Linked DNA regions of Mus musculus: region 1 is linked to region 2. Evidence: chromatin contacts called from public promoter capture Hi-C data. All regions are on one chromosome and are shown on one strand. Each heading gives the region's core, a stretch centred on a gene start, on an enhancer-like site or on the middle of the called end of the contact. The rest is flanking DNA. Distances are from core to core; before and after follow the strand shown. Region 1 holds the start of Tefm (transcription elongation factor, mitochondrial). Region 2 holds the start of Nek8 (NIMA (never in mitosis gene a)-related expressed kinase 8).

Region 1 (6,686 bases), core at 4,003-6,502, 2.0 Mb after region 2:
AGTCATACAACTCTTCAATCCGGTATGAGCTCTTGACAACCTTCTGTCTGTACTGCACTAAGAGGTCCTGTGGGAAGAACACCCGAGGCCGCTCCTTCAGCACAGACTCAGAGAGGAACTGCTTCACTAGCTCCCTCCCACTCGTCCTCGTGTCGCCGATCATCAGGTCAAAGTGCTTGCCCACCGCATTTCGATTTATGCTCAGCACGCGGTGCTGGCCATCCTCGGCAAAAGTTTTGTTGAGTAAGGCATACAGCATGGCTTCCGTGATAAGAAAGTGTAACAGTATAGGAAGCAGAGATGTGTTCTGAATGGAAAGTCCTGATTTTTCCAAAATGTAGAGATCTGCTTTAGGTATCTTTGAAATGACTGAAGAAATCTTAAAAAAAAAAAATCAGAAATCAGAATGATTATGCTTCATGTTTTTCCCATTTCTAATAACTCTGAGGTAACTAAAAAGCTCCTTGAACTGACTTCGAGACTCAGCAACTCAAAATTTTAATAATTTGAAATATTCCAGTATAGAACAGAGGGTTGGCCTTAGCCTGGACTCTGCAGGTTGCAAGGGTCTGGTCAAAGCCTCTTATAGCCATGCGCTCACCGAAATAGCAACCCCTGCCCATTTCACATCTTGAAGACTTAATACAGGGCTAGAGAGATGGCTCAGCTGTTAAGAGCACTAACCTCTAGACCTCTTTCAGAGGTCCTGAGTTCAATCCCCAGCAACCACACAGTGGCTCACAACCGTCTGAAAAGGGATCTGATGCCCTCTTCTGGAGTGTCTGAAGACAGGGACAGTGTACTTACATTAAATAAATAAGTAAAGTAAAAGATAAGGTTTCTATATTTTTTAAGCAAATATAATAAAGCTATAATAGTAAAAGGTGCCCCAAAGACCCAGCTTCATTTTTTTTTTTACATCCCTTTTGGAACTACCAGACTGAACTGTATGTACAAGGAACCTTGTAGGAATGCACAAGGCAGAAAACAAGAAGCAGGGACCAACCACTGCCTCACCTCTTCCAGATAAAAGGACGTTGGGTATGTTTTGTTAGTTAATTTCCAGCACTCAGTCTGCTGCCAGTCCAGCACAGTCGGTCTCCGGTCAAGGTGAGCCCATGCAATTCTTCGAGTACCAAAAACAATAGATACGATACTCTTAACTGCCTAAAGAAGAAGAACTGATTTGATGACAAGTGTAGAAATCTCACAGCTATAAACCTACAAACTCAAAATGCTTAACAACTTTAGGTGATCAATAGAACACCTAAAAAAACGAATAGATGTCTTAAGGGTCACTCTTTTTTTTCTTAATTATTTATTTTATAATCCACATGGCGAAAGGAGTCAGTTGACGCCACCCAAGTTGTCCACTGACTTCTACAGTGAAAGGGACACACAAATAAAGATGCAATTAAATTAAAAGAAAATTAGCCGGGCGGGCGTGGTGGCGCATGCCTTTAATCCCAGCACTTGGGAAGCAGAGGCAGGCGGATTTCTGAGTTCAAGGCCAGCCTGGTCTACAAAGTGAGTTCCAAGACAGCCGGGGCTACACAGAGAAACCCTGTCTCGAAAAAAAAAAAAAAAAAAGAAAGAAAAAAAAAATTAAAAGAAAATTGATTGGCAATGGTGGCACCGCCTTTTAATCCCAGCACTTGGGAGACAAAGGCGGGTGAATCTCTGTGAGTTTGAGGCCAGCCTGGTTGGTTTACAGAGTGAGTTTCAAGACAGCCAAAGTTTACACAGAAATCCTGTTTTGAAAAATAACAACAACAACAACCTCACAAGATACCAAAAGAGGAAGAATACCGCCTCAAGTCTGCCTTGGCACACACGTGAGCAGCACACATTCGAACATACACCCAAACAAAGAGGGCGTGAAGATGGGTTAGTGGGAAAAGCTGCTTTCTACCAAGTCAAAGACCGAAGTTTATTCCCTGGGATCCAAGTGGTGGAAGGAAAAAACAAATTCAGATTATCCTCTGACGTCCCACACTCATATCAGAGACATACAGAGAAGTAAAAGGAACATAATGAAAAGGGTAGAGGACCATCTGAAACAAGGACCTTCTGATTCACTGTGCATGAACACTACTACTAAACCGTTTGCACACAGCCATTCATGGTCAACTGATTGTTTTTAATTCTTAGAACTGTTTTTGATGTGTGGTGTTTTTAATTCTTAGAACTGTTTTTGATGTGTGGATGTGTGTGTGGTATATGTGCATGTGCTGTACAGGTGTCTGGGTGAGTGTATGCATAGGGAGCCAGCAAACAAGACTGAGACCATCCAGGTTAAGAGTTAAGCCAAGTTGAGCCAGCCTGGACAACAGAATAAGACCCTGCCTCAAAAAATAAAAAATAAAAATAGGGGCCAGTTAGAAAGCTCAGCAGGAACCAAGTGGTGGTGGCCCAGTCCATCGATGCCAGCACTCGGAAGCCAAAGGCACGGTGACAATAAGGACTAAAGTGATTATAATAAAAACGAAGCCTTGTGTAGAGATACTTAGTCATTCCCGTTTCCTATACAGAAACTCTTCTTCCCGCTAGCCTAATCCCTCTCTTCCAAGTTGAGCAAACTTTCCCCAAGTCCTTCCTTACAAGGATTCCCTCTGGTCACCTGGCAATTATCAGTACCTTTTATTTTGTGCAACAATCACCCAGTAATATGAGTATATCTAGACTTCTAAAGGATCTTATTTTGGGTCGGTGAGATGAATCAGAGGGTTAGAGCACTTGCAACCAAGCCCACCAAAAACCCACACAGCACAAAGAAAGAACTGACTCTTGAAAGTTTTCTTGATTAGGAGAGAGAGAGAGACAGAAAAGAGAGCACGTGCGCGAGCGCGCACACACACACACACTTAGAAATAAAACAAAAACCTCGTCTCTCACCCACCACTGGGAACGGTGCTTTGCTTTCCAGAGTAAGTTCCCAAAGGGTGGTGGTCAGGGGAGACTGTACCTTAAGTCTCTCTTGCTCTACACCTGGCTTGATGAACTTTCTCAGCAGCCACTTCTCCTGTGACTTTTTCCTCCGTCTGTTCTCCGGACAGAGAATGGAGTTACAAACTTCAACAGCAGTTTTATATTGGATCAAGGGCACGTCTATCAAATTCTCCAACCTCTGAAACGGCCCAAACTTCTTTCTGTGTTCTACAATATTGACGGACTTCCTTCCTCGAAGCAACCTGAAAGCTTCCAGTTCTTTATCAGAAGCTGTATTCAGCACTTGTAAGATAGAAGCCTGCTGCTCCAGGGAGAAGAGCCTGTCCAATGGATTCCCGGGCTCCTTTCCATCTGTATCACAAGCAGCAACACTGGCAACACGTTTCTCAGGTGCAGTGGATTTCCTCACAGAGCAGGTGTTATTTAGGACTGGAGGCAGGGATGAGTACTCTGGGACTGGAAACCATCTCCTCCCTAAAAGGGAAACTTGACTTATAATGTTCTCCTTGACAGTTAATACCCAAGCTTGTGCAGTTATACAGACTTGCACACAGACCATATTATCACAGAGAATTGTCTTTAAGAGGAGTGTAGAGCTGGTTGTAGTTGTGCACACCTTTAATCCCAGCACTGGGGAGGCAGAAGCAGGAGGATCTCTGAGTTCAAGGGCAGCCTGGTCTACAGAGGAAGTTCGGGACAACCAGGACTGCACAGTGAAACTCTGTATTGAAAAACAAACAAAACATAAAGAGTAGTTTTACAATAATTACAGTTATCTATCTTTGAGGGTTTGTTTGGTTTTTGGTTGGTTGGTTGGTTGGTTTTGATCATTGGTAGGGTTGGGTTTGTTTGTGGGGTTTTTGTTGTTGTTTTCTTTTTTGAGACAGGATGTCACTGGATAGTCTTCATACTCAAATTCAGTATGAAGACCAGGATGGCCTTGACTTCATAGTAATTCAGCTGCACCAGGATAGCCAGTACTACACAGAGGCGCTGTCTCAAGGAAGAAGCTGTAGTTGCCTGGCACTGTAACTCCGTATGTACAACCTCAGCACCTGAGGGGCAGTCCATACAAGATTCAGATTCCAAGAGTTTTATGACAGTCTGGACTACCTGAGACCTCATCTCCAAAAATTTAATTAATTAAAATAAAGAAATTGTAGTCTTCTCGGGATAAGTAGAGTCCACCTTTAATACCAGCATTTGAGCCAGGCAGTGGTGGCACGTGCCTTTAATCCCAGCACTTGGGAGGCAAAGACAGGTCGATTTCTTAGTTCAAGGCCAGTCTGGTCTACAAAGTGAGTTCCAGGACAGCCAGGGCTACTCAGAGAAACCCTGATTCAAAAAAACCAAACAAACAAACAAAACCAGCATTTGGGAGGCAAAACCAGGCAGACCTCTGAGAGTTCATGGCCAGACTGGTCTAGTACAGTGTTCCAGGCAATGAGACTGTTTGCTAAAGTAAAAACAATCAAAAAAGTTAAGGGCCAGTTAGATAGGACCTAGTTTCTGGCAAGGCCTTGGTTTCTATACCTAGAACCACTTAATTTTAATTAAAATTATTTCAAATGTCTGCTACTTATGGCATTTATAATATTATGAGGATTTTTTGTATCGCCTCTTATGATTGATCTCCAGTTCCATTTTTTACTAGTTTATCATCTGATGGAACTAAAGGAAATTAAACTTTATACGTTTATAATAAATGTTTTAGCTGGTCAGGAGTGGTGTTCCTCACTTGCAATCCTAGCATTTAGGAGATGGAAGCAGGAAGATCAGGATTTAGCTACATAGTGAGTTGCAGGCCAGCTTGGGCAACATGGAGCTCTGACTGGGGCAAGCGGGGGCTGGTGATATTAACTAAGTGGTGGGGACGGTTTATTTTGTTCTGCATGGTTCTCAATATTGCTAACAAGGCTGTATTTTTGCAAGCAGTCTACATTGTGCAATGGATAACTTTATAAGACAGTGTAAAGTCATCCTCCCAGCGCGGCCACAGGAAGACGACACAGCCAGAGGCTAAGCGAGCTACTCCGGCCCGGGAAGGGGCGCACGCGCGTGGACCCCGGGCCATTAAAGCGGACGGGCTCCGGGGCTGGGGGACATGAACGCCCCTCAGCTCCGCTACAGCTCCACGCTGGACAACCGGACACAGGGCAGAAGAGAACCACTCCCGGTTACAGGCTAGTGACTGGAAAGCAATCCACCTCGTGCTCAGGAACCCTACCTCCGGCCTTGATGAGGCAAGCAAGGTTTGTCCTCCAAGCCATCGCCAGGCTCTTTCCCACGCCTGTGTTCCTCCTCAACTTCCGGTTTCGTGTGCTCCAACAAAAAGTGCTCGGCCGGGGCTGGGCAGAAGGGTTCCGGCGAAAGCGACAGTCTCAGGGAAATGCCAACGGAGTTCCTAGTAATTGATGGCTGATGGTCTCTGGAGAAAGTGTGGCCGTTCGGGATCGCCGAGATGCATAGGAGTAGACTAGGTTTAATCCTGTTTTGGGGCGAGTCTCCTCTGGGTTCCCAGACACACAGCAGACAGTGGGGAGCCTATATGCACACATGTAACCCTGTCCGGAGTTGAGAGGAGGAGTATCTGGGAGAGATGCACGGGATAAGGCCAATGTATGAGGTCGCTTTGACGCTGGGCACTTTTGACTGTTTGAAAAGGATGGGGGGAGGTGAGTCTGGAGCCACATTTGATCCTTGGAATGCGAAGTGGAACAGTTGAAAAAGTCGGGCAGGTTGCTTGTTTTTTAGTTGCAAAGTCAGATTAGAGGGGCTTTCTAGAAAAAAAGAAAATTGGTCATTTGCAGCCAATGTGAGGCTGGACTGTAGAAGAACCTGAGGACAAGAAAGAGGAATCGGAAAGTTATTGTGATATGTTTTATAAAACAATTGTTGTGTTTTATGGAGCGCGGTATGGTGTGGTGAGGTGCCCATCCTGAGGCATCCCCTCCTCTCCGAGGTACCCAGCTCCAGTATGGCATAGAGTTTATTGGGGGGGGGGGGAGTTAAGAAGGGAGTAGAGGCAGGGAAAGGGGGGAGAGAGAGAGAGAGAGAGAGAGAGAGAGAGAGAACACGAACGAACTGGTGGCCCAGTACACGTTGAAGAGGACGGGGAGGGAGAAGAGGAGAGAGGGGAAAAGGGGTCAGAGAGAAAAGAGTCAGAGAGGGCAAGCAGTTCCTTTTAGAGCAAAGCCAGGCCTACCTGGCTGTTGCCAGGTAACTTGGGCGGGGCGTAGGAGGAATGACAACAGATTTTCTTGCCAAGGCAGAGTGAACTGTGGGGAATGAAACCTGGGCTAAGGAAGAAGAGTGGAAAAGGGTCTAGTAATGGGTTTGTGGTTATATTAGACGTCGTAGCTAACCTATAATGCCCACACTTAGGAGCATGAGGAGAATTGTGAGTTTGAGTCCAGTCTAGGCTATGTAATGAGTTTGAGGCCACCCTAGACTACAAAAATGACTCTGTCTCAAAAGGCATCAACAACAAAAGCTATTCACAGGCTCAGCCGTTCAGAGTACTTGTTGCTCTTGTGGAGGATCCGGCTTTGGTTCACAACATCCACATGGTGGCTGACAACCATCTATAATTCTGGTTCCGGGGATGTCCAATAACCTCTTCTGACCTCCACAGGCACCAGGCACAGACTTGGCACACAGACATACATGTAGGCAAAACACTCATATACACAAATTAATAAGTCTAAAATAAAAGTTATTCTTAAGAGAGCCTGGGG
Region 2 (6,596 bases), core at 1,680-4,179:
AGTGTACTCATAAAATAAATTAAACAAATAAATAATTCAAAAAGGGGGGGGGAATTTTACCCTCCTTGTGACCTATGTAAAACTAGGTCACATTTAAAAAAATGCCTTCTTCATATATAAATCTGTACAATGCATTCATAAACAGTTTGCTTTGTTTTGGGTTTTAGCTTTTAAAAATATTTATTTTATATGCATAAATGTTTGGCCTGCATACACGTTTGTGCCCACGGAAGCCAGAGGAGGGTACTGAATCCCCTGGAACTGCTGTGTGTGTGGATCCTTGGAATAGAACTCTGTCTCCTTCAAGAACAAGTGCTTTAACCACCGAACCATCTTTCCAGCTCCTGGTTTCAAGATTTTGAAATAGAGTGTCACTACACAGCATGGGATAACCTTGAAAACTCAGTGTTCCCAGGTTGGCCTTAAATTCCCTAACCCCAGCTTTCTGAGAGCTGAGAGTCCAGGCTTCTGAAATTCTTTTCTGAGTACAGGCCTGTGCAAAGACCTCAAACTTCAGCGCTATCAATAATTTAGTCGCCTCTGGCAATGTCAAGAATATCTTACTTTAAAAATATCCCCTGGGGGCTGGAGACATGGTTCAGTGGTTAGAGCACTGGCTGCTCTTCTAGGCTCAATTCCCAGCACCAACGTGACGGCTCACAACTGTCTGTAACTCCAGTTCCAGGGCTTCTGACACTCTCAATCTGACATACATTTAAGTAAAGCACCAGTGGGCACAAAAATAAAGCTTTAACAATCTCCCCGAGCCTTCTAAAATGGTCCTTCTCTGCCTTCACCAAATCTAACCCCTACATAGCAGCCACAATGGCACCCAGCTTTGTTTCCTTGTCTGAGCTGGCACTCCAATCCAGGGCCCTCTATTGCTGCACCCCAACCTGAGAATGTCCTTCAAACACAGGGGTCAGGTTAGTTCACTCCCTTGCTTTGTTTGTTTTCAGGGTCACTCTCACAGAGGCCAGGCTGACCTTGAACTTGCTCTGAAGCATACACATTTAGCTAAAGACCTTAAACTCCCTATCCACCAGCTTCTACCTCCACCATTCCTGCTGAGATTCCAGGCATGGACCACCATATCGCATTCAGCTTTCAAATTCTTCCCTGGTTTGTGGCGTAGCTCTGTGATACCGTGAATTCAATAGCTAGCACAAACAAGAACAAAACCCTCTCGCCTTTATACTTTAAATCAACTCAACCTCTTTCTCTGGTTTACAAGATCATAATCTGGTCCCCACCCTCCATGACAACCACATTCCTTACCTTGCTCACCACATTCCAACTACAGGAGTCTTTTTCTCAGTTTCTTGACTGCTATAACATTTTTCCCATGTGAGGGTCTTTGCAAATGCTACTTCATCTACCAGAAGGACTCTACCTGGCCCTCATTTCTTCAGATCTTTTGGTTTGGCTTTGATGTTGCTGATGTTGTTTTGTCAAAACAAGAGTTTCTCAGTGTAGTCCTGGCTGTCCTGGAACTTGCTCTGTAGACCAGGCGGGCCTCAAACTCAGACTTTTGCCTGCCTCTGCCTCACAAGTGCTGGAATTAAAGGTGTGTGCCACCAAGCCAGGCTCAGTTCTTCAAGTCTTGACCTTCCACCTCATCTGGACTCCTTAAGTTCCTGCTGTTGATAACTGCTCAAACTTCATTAACTGTTTTAACAATGTCTTGCTTGTTGGATCACCTTCCTGTGGGCTATATTACCTTCCTTGGTGAACTTCTTAAGTTCCCTTTTGGTTTAGAAATTAAACCCAAGTACGCTAGGCAGGAGCTCTACCACTGATATTCACCCTCAGTCCCTCTTTTCTTTTTCTAAAATTTGAGAAGGGTAGCACTAAGTTGCCTAGACTGGTTTTAAGCTAGTTATGTAGTTCAGGCCTGTCCAGAGTATACCATAAAAACTGCTTTTCTGCCGGGCGTGGTGGCGCACGCCTTTAATCCCAGCACTCGGGAGGCAGAGGCAGGCGGATTTCTGAGTTCGAGGCCACCCTGGTCTACAGAGTGAGTTCCAGGACAGCCAGGGCTATACAGAGAAACCCTGTCTCGAAAAACCAAAAAAAAAAAAAAAAAAAAAAAAAAAAAAAACTGCTTTTCTTTTCTTTTTTAAAGATTTGTTATATCTAAGTACATTGTAGCTATTTTTAGACACACCAGAAGAGGGCGTCAGATCTCATTATACAGATGGTTGTGAGCCACCATGTGGTTGCTGAGATTTGAACTCAGGACCTTTTGGAGAGCAGTCTGTGCTCTTAACCATCTCTTCAGCTCTTGCTTGTCTTTTCTTTTGGAGACAATCTCTATGTAGTCCAGGTTGGCCTCGAATTCACAGCAATGCTCCTACATCTGCTCCCAAGTACTGAAATGACAAGCGTGTACCACCCCACCTGGTGCACGGTCTCTTACTGTTGATAACTGCTCAAACTTCATTAACTGTTTTAACAATATCTTGTTTGTTTGGATCAACTACCTATGGGCTATGTTCGTAAAGGGGAAGTACCTCGCCTGTTTTGGTCATAACTGTAAACTCCGGGCAGTCTGACCTGTGCAGTTTACGCTTATTATCAGTTGAAGCAAAGAATAACCAATCTACAGGGAAAAACTATCTTCCAAGGGCACAGGCTGGTCTGGAGGGCGTGGTTTGGCTGTGGGCGGGGCCTCCCGCCTAAACCTAAGGACCGGATGCCTGGGCGGGGCATCCCATAGTGGTGCTCTGGCTTCGGGGCGGAGCCAACAGGGCCACGATTTCTTGGTCAGAATTAGGGCCCTAATTTCTCCCTTAGCATTTCCTCCCCAGCGCCCTGGCTCACCCGAAGGCACCTCTTCCCACCACTCGGATCCGCTCGTACTTCTCCATCTCATTTCTCAGTTACGCTTCTGGAATCCCGGTGCGGCGCGTGCGCGGACCCTCCCATCTGGGAGCTCCTCCTCCTTGCTGTAAAACTTTTGCAGGGCGGAGCCGGCGAAACGGGGGCGTCTGTCGAGTCCGGCGTCTTTCTCTGACTTTGAACTCAACCTAGAGGCTAAGTCGTGTTTCCCCAACGAGGGATCAGAGAATAGTCGTTCTGGGTTTCTTGACGAGTCCCTCAGTGCTCAGAACCGTACCAGCCACATCGCACACGCGTGACTTGGGCATAGGTAGTTAGACTGGAGCGATAAGGCGCCCACTTATGTTGCCCGGCAAAAAAACAAGATTGTTCTTTCAGAGGTCTAATGCGAGTGGAATGCGAAGATCGATACAGTCCCCACTGTCCGGGACGAGTTGGCACTACCTCAGAAAGATAAAGGGATTCTCATGATTGGCACGTAAAGTATAAACCACCAAAACCGAGCCGGTCTGTGTGGGGAGAGGAGCGGCGTTATTTGGTGTTTGCCGAGGGAGGGACCGGGAAAACCCCAGTTGGACAAACTGATTCACCTGAAGAGTACATGACGTGGTCTCTTGGTTGTAACAACTACTGAGCACAGTGCTCTCGGTTTCTCAGAATCCGCACAAAACGCTGCCGTAGGGGGACTCGGAGCTTTACTCAAAACTTATAGCGTCGCGGTAGGGGGAAACCCAGAGAAGGTTCTATGCTTCTGTCCAGAAATAGTGGGCTGGTTGGTATCGCTGCTAGGGTTTCGACCAGGATGAATGAAATCCTGACTTCTTCATGACGCCTGCAGCTCTAAGGGAGTTATAAAATGTCAGTATTCAGGAGGTGGTCCTTAGCTAACAACGTTCCTATTTCTCAGTGGGCGAGAGAAGGGTTGTTTATTTTTTGTCCCTGCCCCGCCCCAAACTAGCCTACGTGGAGGGAACCTGTGGTCACTGGCTCAGGCCGGAGTTGGCTGGGGAAGCAAAGAGGGAGTGCTGGGGTAAAACGCTCACACAAAACATTACATCGTGCTATCACTTAGTAACCGAATGGGCCTTGAGTGACCCTGGGGACCTCTGGGAGTTAATGTGTAACCCTGGAACCATCAGGGAAGGCAGCAAATACCCAAAAGGCATAGGTGCCTGGGAGTCTGAGCTTGGGCTTTTGCCCCTCAACATCTTGAAACACCGTTCTCCTAGTCCCCACTTTTTGCCCTCGTTGTCCACTTCCACCTCCCAAAGGCACACTCCCTTCATTCAGCACCGCCTCTGGGTTGCTCCTTTTCTCCTGGTCTGCCGATCCCGCTCCGCAGAGCAACTGCCTTACTCTCTGGAGTGGAGGCGGGCTTGGATCCCGCATCACAGTGAGGACAGACTGACACCTAGTGGCCAGAAGCCGCATCTACTCCAGGCCGCTGCCCTGGAGAGAGGGTCACCCCAGCTGTCTGGGCAAATCGGCAGCCTTCCCCGCCCCAGCCTCCAAGGAGCCAGAAGAGGGTTGGGACTGTCTGAGGGAGGACTGTGACAACCGCTGTGTTCCAGGAGCCCAAGAACGATGGGGAGAAGTGTGGTGATGGTGGGTGACTCAACAGTTCCTAAGCACCACTCGTGCGGGGCGCGGGAGAAGCAGGTAAACACGTCGATCCCGGTCCAAGAGAGGAATCGAGTCTGGGCGGAGCCGTGGTCTGAGGCGGCGCTCCTGAGCCCCCGGGTTTAGCGTTCAGCAGCCCGGTCTGTGCGACGGTCCCGCCCAGCTCTGCCCTGAAAGAGTTGAGAGAGGAGCGTTCTCGCAGAACCTGCCCAGGGTGTAGGAGCTGGTGGCGGCAGAGAAAGTCGGGAAGTGGGCTAGTGGGGCCGTACGCACGAGGGCGGCCGAGGACGCCTTCGGATGTCGGGAGGCGCCAGACAGGGTGCCTCGGCAACGATGGCGAGGACAGCCCCTTCGCGCTCGAAGTCGGCCGATTCCGGGCGGGGCCCTGGGGGACACCGGCCTCGCGCCCTCCTCGCGGCAGAGGCGCCCGAGGGGCGGGGGCAGGCGGCGGGGCGGGGCGGGGGCGAGGGCGGCAGGGGCGGGCAGAGGCCTCACTGGGAACGCGGGGAGGAGCGAAGGGGCCTTGAGGGCTCCGCGAAACTGTGGGGCTGGCGGCCCGCGGCAGAAACGATCGTGGCGCGCTGGCCAGAGAAGGAACGGTGTTCCCAGAACTGTCGGAGGAGACGGCTTAAGGGGCGGACAGACAGACGGCAGGAAGGGTCAGCATGCCCCTACTGTTCCACCCCGCCTGGCCGCTGCTCCTGGGCGCCACGCTGACCTTCCGGGCACTCCGGCGCGTGCTCTGTCGCCTGCCCCAGCCTGCACACGTGCAAACCGACCCCCTGCGCACCTGGCGTTGGCACAACCTACTCGTCTCTTTCACCCACTCCATTGTATCAGGGATCTGGGCACTGCTGTGGTGAGTGAACAACCCGGGGTAAATGAGATGGCCGTGGGATCTTTCGCGGGGTGCTCGGACTGGGCTCCCTCTTGCTATTCCCATCACGGGTGAACAGACGCCAAGGATCTCACCTGATTCCGTTTGGAAAACTACCCAACCAAGAACGGCTGTGGGAAACCCAAGGTACCTGGGCTTTGGCCAAGTCCCTCCTTACTCTTCAACCAGCCAATAGTAGGCGCACAGAGCACCCTGGGACTGGCAAGACTGTTGGGGGAGGCGAGGGTCCTCCGGGAGGCTACAACCGCGAGAACATCCCTTTTCTCTATTCCAGCTTATGGCAAACCCCTGAAATGCTGGTGGAGATTGAAACAGCGTGGTCAGCTTCTGGCTATTTGCTTGTTTGCTTCTCTGCAGGTAGGTTATGCCCAAGAAGGTTAAGATTAGATTGGAAGATAATTTCAAAGTGTTCAGTCTTTTCCTCTTTCCCTACCTCTCCACTAGGATACTTTATCCACGACACAGTGGACATTGTGGTTAGCAAGCAAACTCGAGCTTCTTGGGAATACCTTGTTCATCATGTCATGGTAAGGGAGAACCCGGTGAAATGACACAGGCAAAATCTTCACAACCCCTGGAGCCAGGGAGGGAGGCCATCTTAACCCAGCAGCGTCTGACTTCTAAGTTGCCTAAGACTCTCTCAATGTTTAAACACCTTCTGGGGACAGCAGAGTGCCTAGGCCTATCTACTATCTAGGTAAACAGACCAGGATGTCATACAGAGTTAGACCCTCGTGGACAAAGTCTAACGCTAGTGAATAAAGAAACCTTAGCAGTAAAGTTGGTGTTCCTCAGCTTCCGACTGATATGACCTGTTTTCATGGGCCCTTGTTCTGTCACTTGTCCCCTAGGCTATGGGCGCCTTCTTCTCTGGTATCTTTTGGAAAAGATTTGTTGGTGGTGGCGTCTTAACACTACTGGTAGAGGTCAGCAACATCTTCCTCACCTTAAGGATGATGATGAAGATAAACAATGCTCAGGATCTCCTCCTCTACAAGGTCAACAAGTATATCAACTTGGTCATGTACTTCCTCTTCCGATTGGCCCCTCAGGCCTACCTCACCAAGTTCTTCCTACAGTATGCTGGCCAGAGGACCCTGGGCACATTCTTGTTGGCCATCCTGCTCATGCTGGACTTGATGATAATCATCTACTTTTCTCGCCTCCTCCGCTCTGATTTCTGCCCTGAACGTGCACCCAGGCGCCAACAAAAAGACAAATTCTTGACTGAGTGAGA

What was found. Promoter capture Hi-C pulls out the DNA fragments that hold promoters and counts their contacts.
Region 1: a promoter capture Hi-C map of embryonic stem cells shows a contact between it and region 2, with 2.4 times the contacts expected there. The contact joins the promoter of Tefm here to the promoter of Nek8 in region 2. A contact is called at or near these places in 2 of 39 promoter capture datasets (embryonic stem cells and neutrophils).

What each region holds. Positions count from the first base shown.
Region 1 is chr11:80,136,901-80,143,586 of GRCm38.p6, forward strand. Tefm (transcription elongation factor, mitochondrial) reads right to left here and starts at 5,253. Exons shown (of 4, transcript NM_183275.2): 1 at 5,177-5,253; 2 at 2,966-3,423; 3 at 1,018-1,167; 4 at 1-379. The coding sequence starts at 5,219.
Region 2 is chr11:78,173,737-78,180,332 of GRCm38.p6, forward strand. It overlaps Nek8 (NIMA (never in mitosis gene a)-related expressed kinase 8), which reads right to left and starts at 2,930. Exons shown (of 15, transcript NM_080849.3): 1 at 2,824-2,930. The coding sequence starts at 2,870. It overlaps Tlcd1 (TLC domain containing 1), which reads left to right and starts at 4,922. Exons shown (of 4, transcript NM_026708.2): 1 at 4,922-5,320; 2 at 5,634-5,716; 3 at 5,804-5,886; 4 at 6,211-6,596. The coding sequence starts at 5,127. The coding sequence ends at 6,594. It overlaps Mir7653 (microRNA 7653), which reads left to right and starts at 5,091; the gene lies at 5,091-5,151.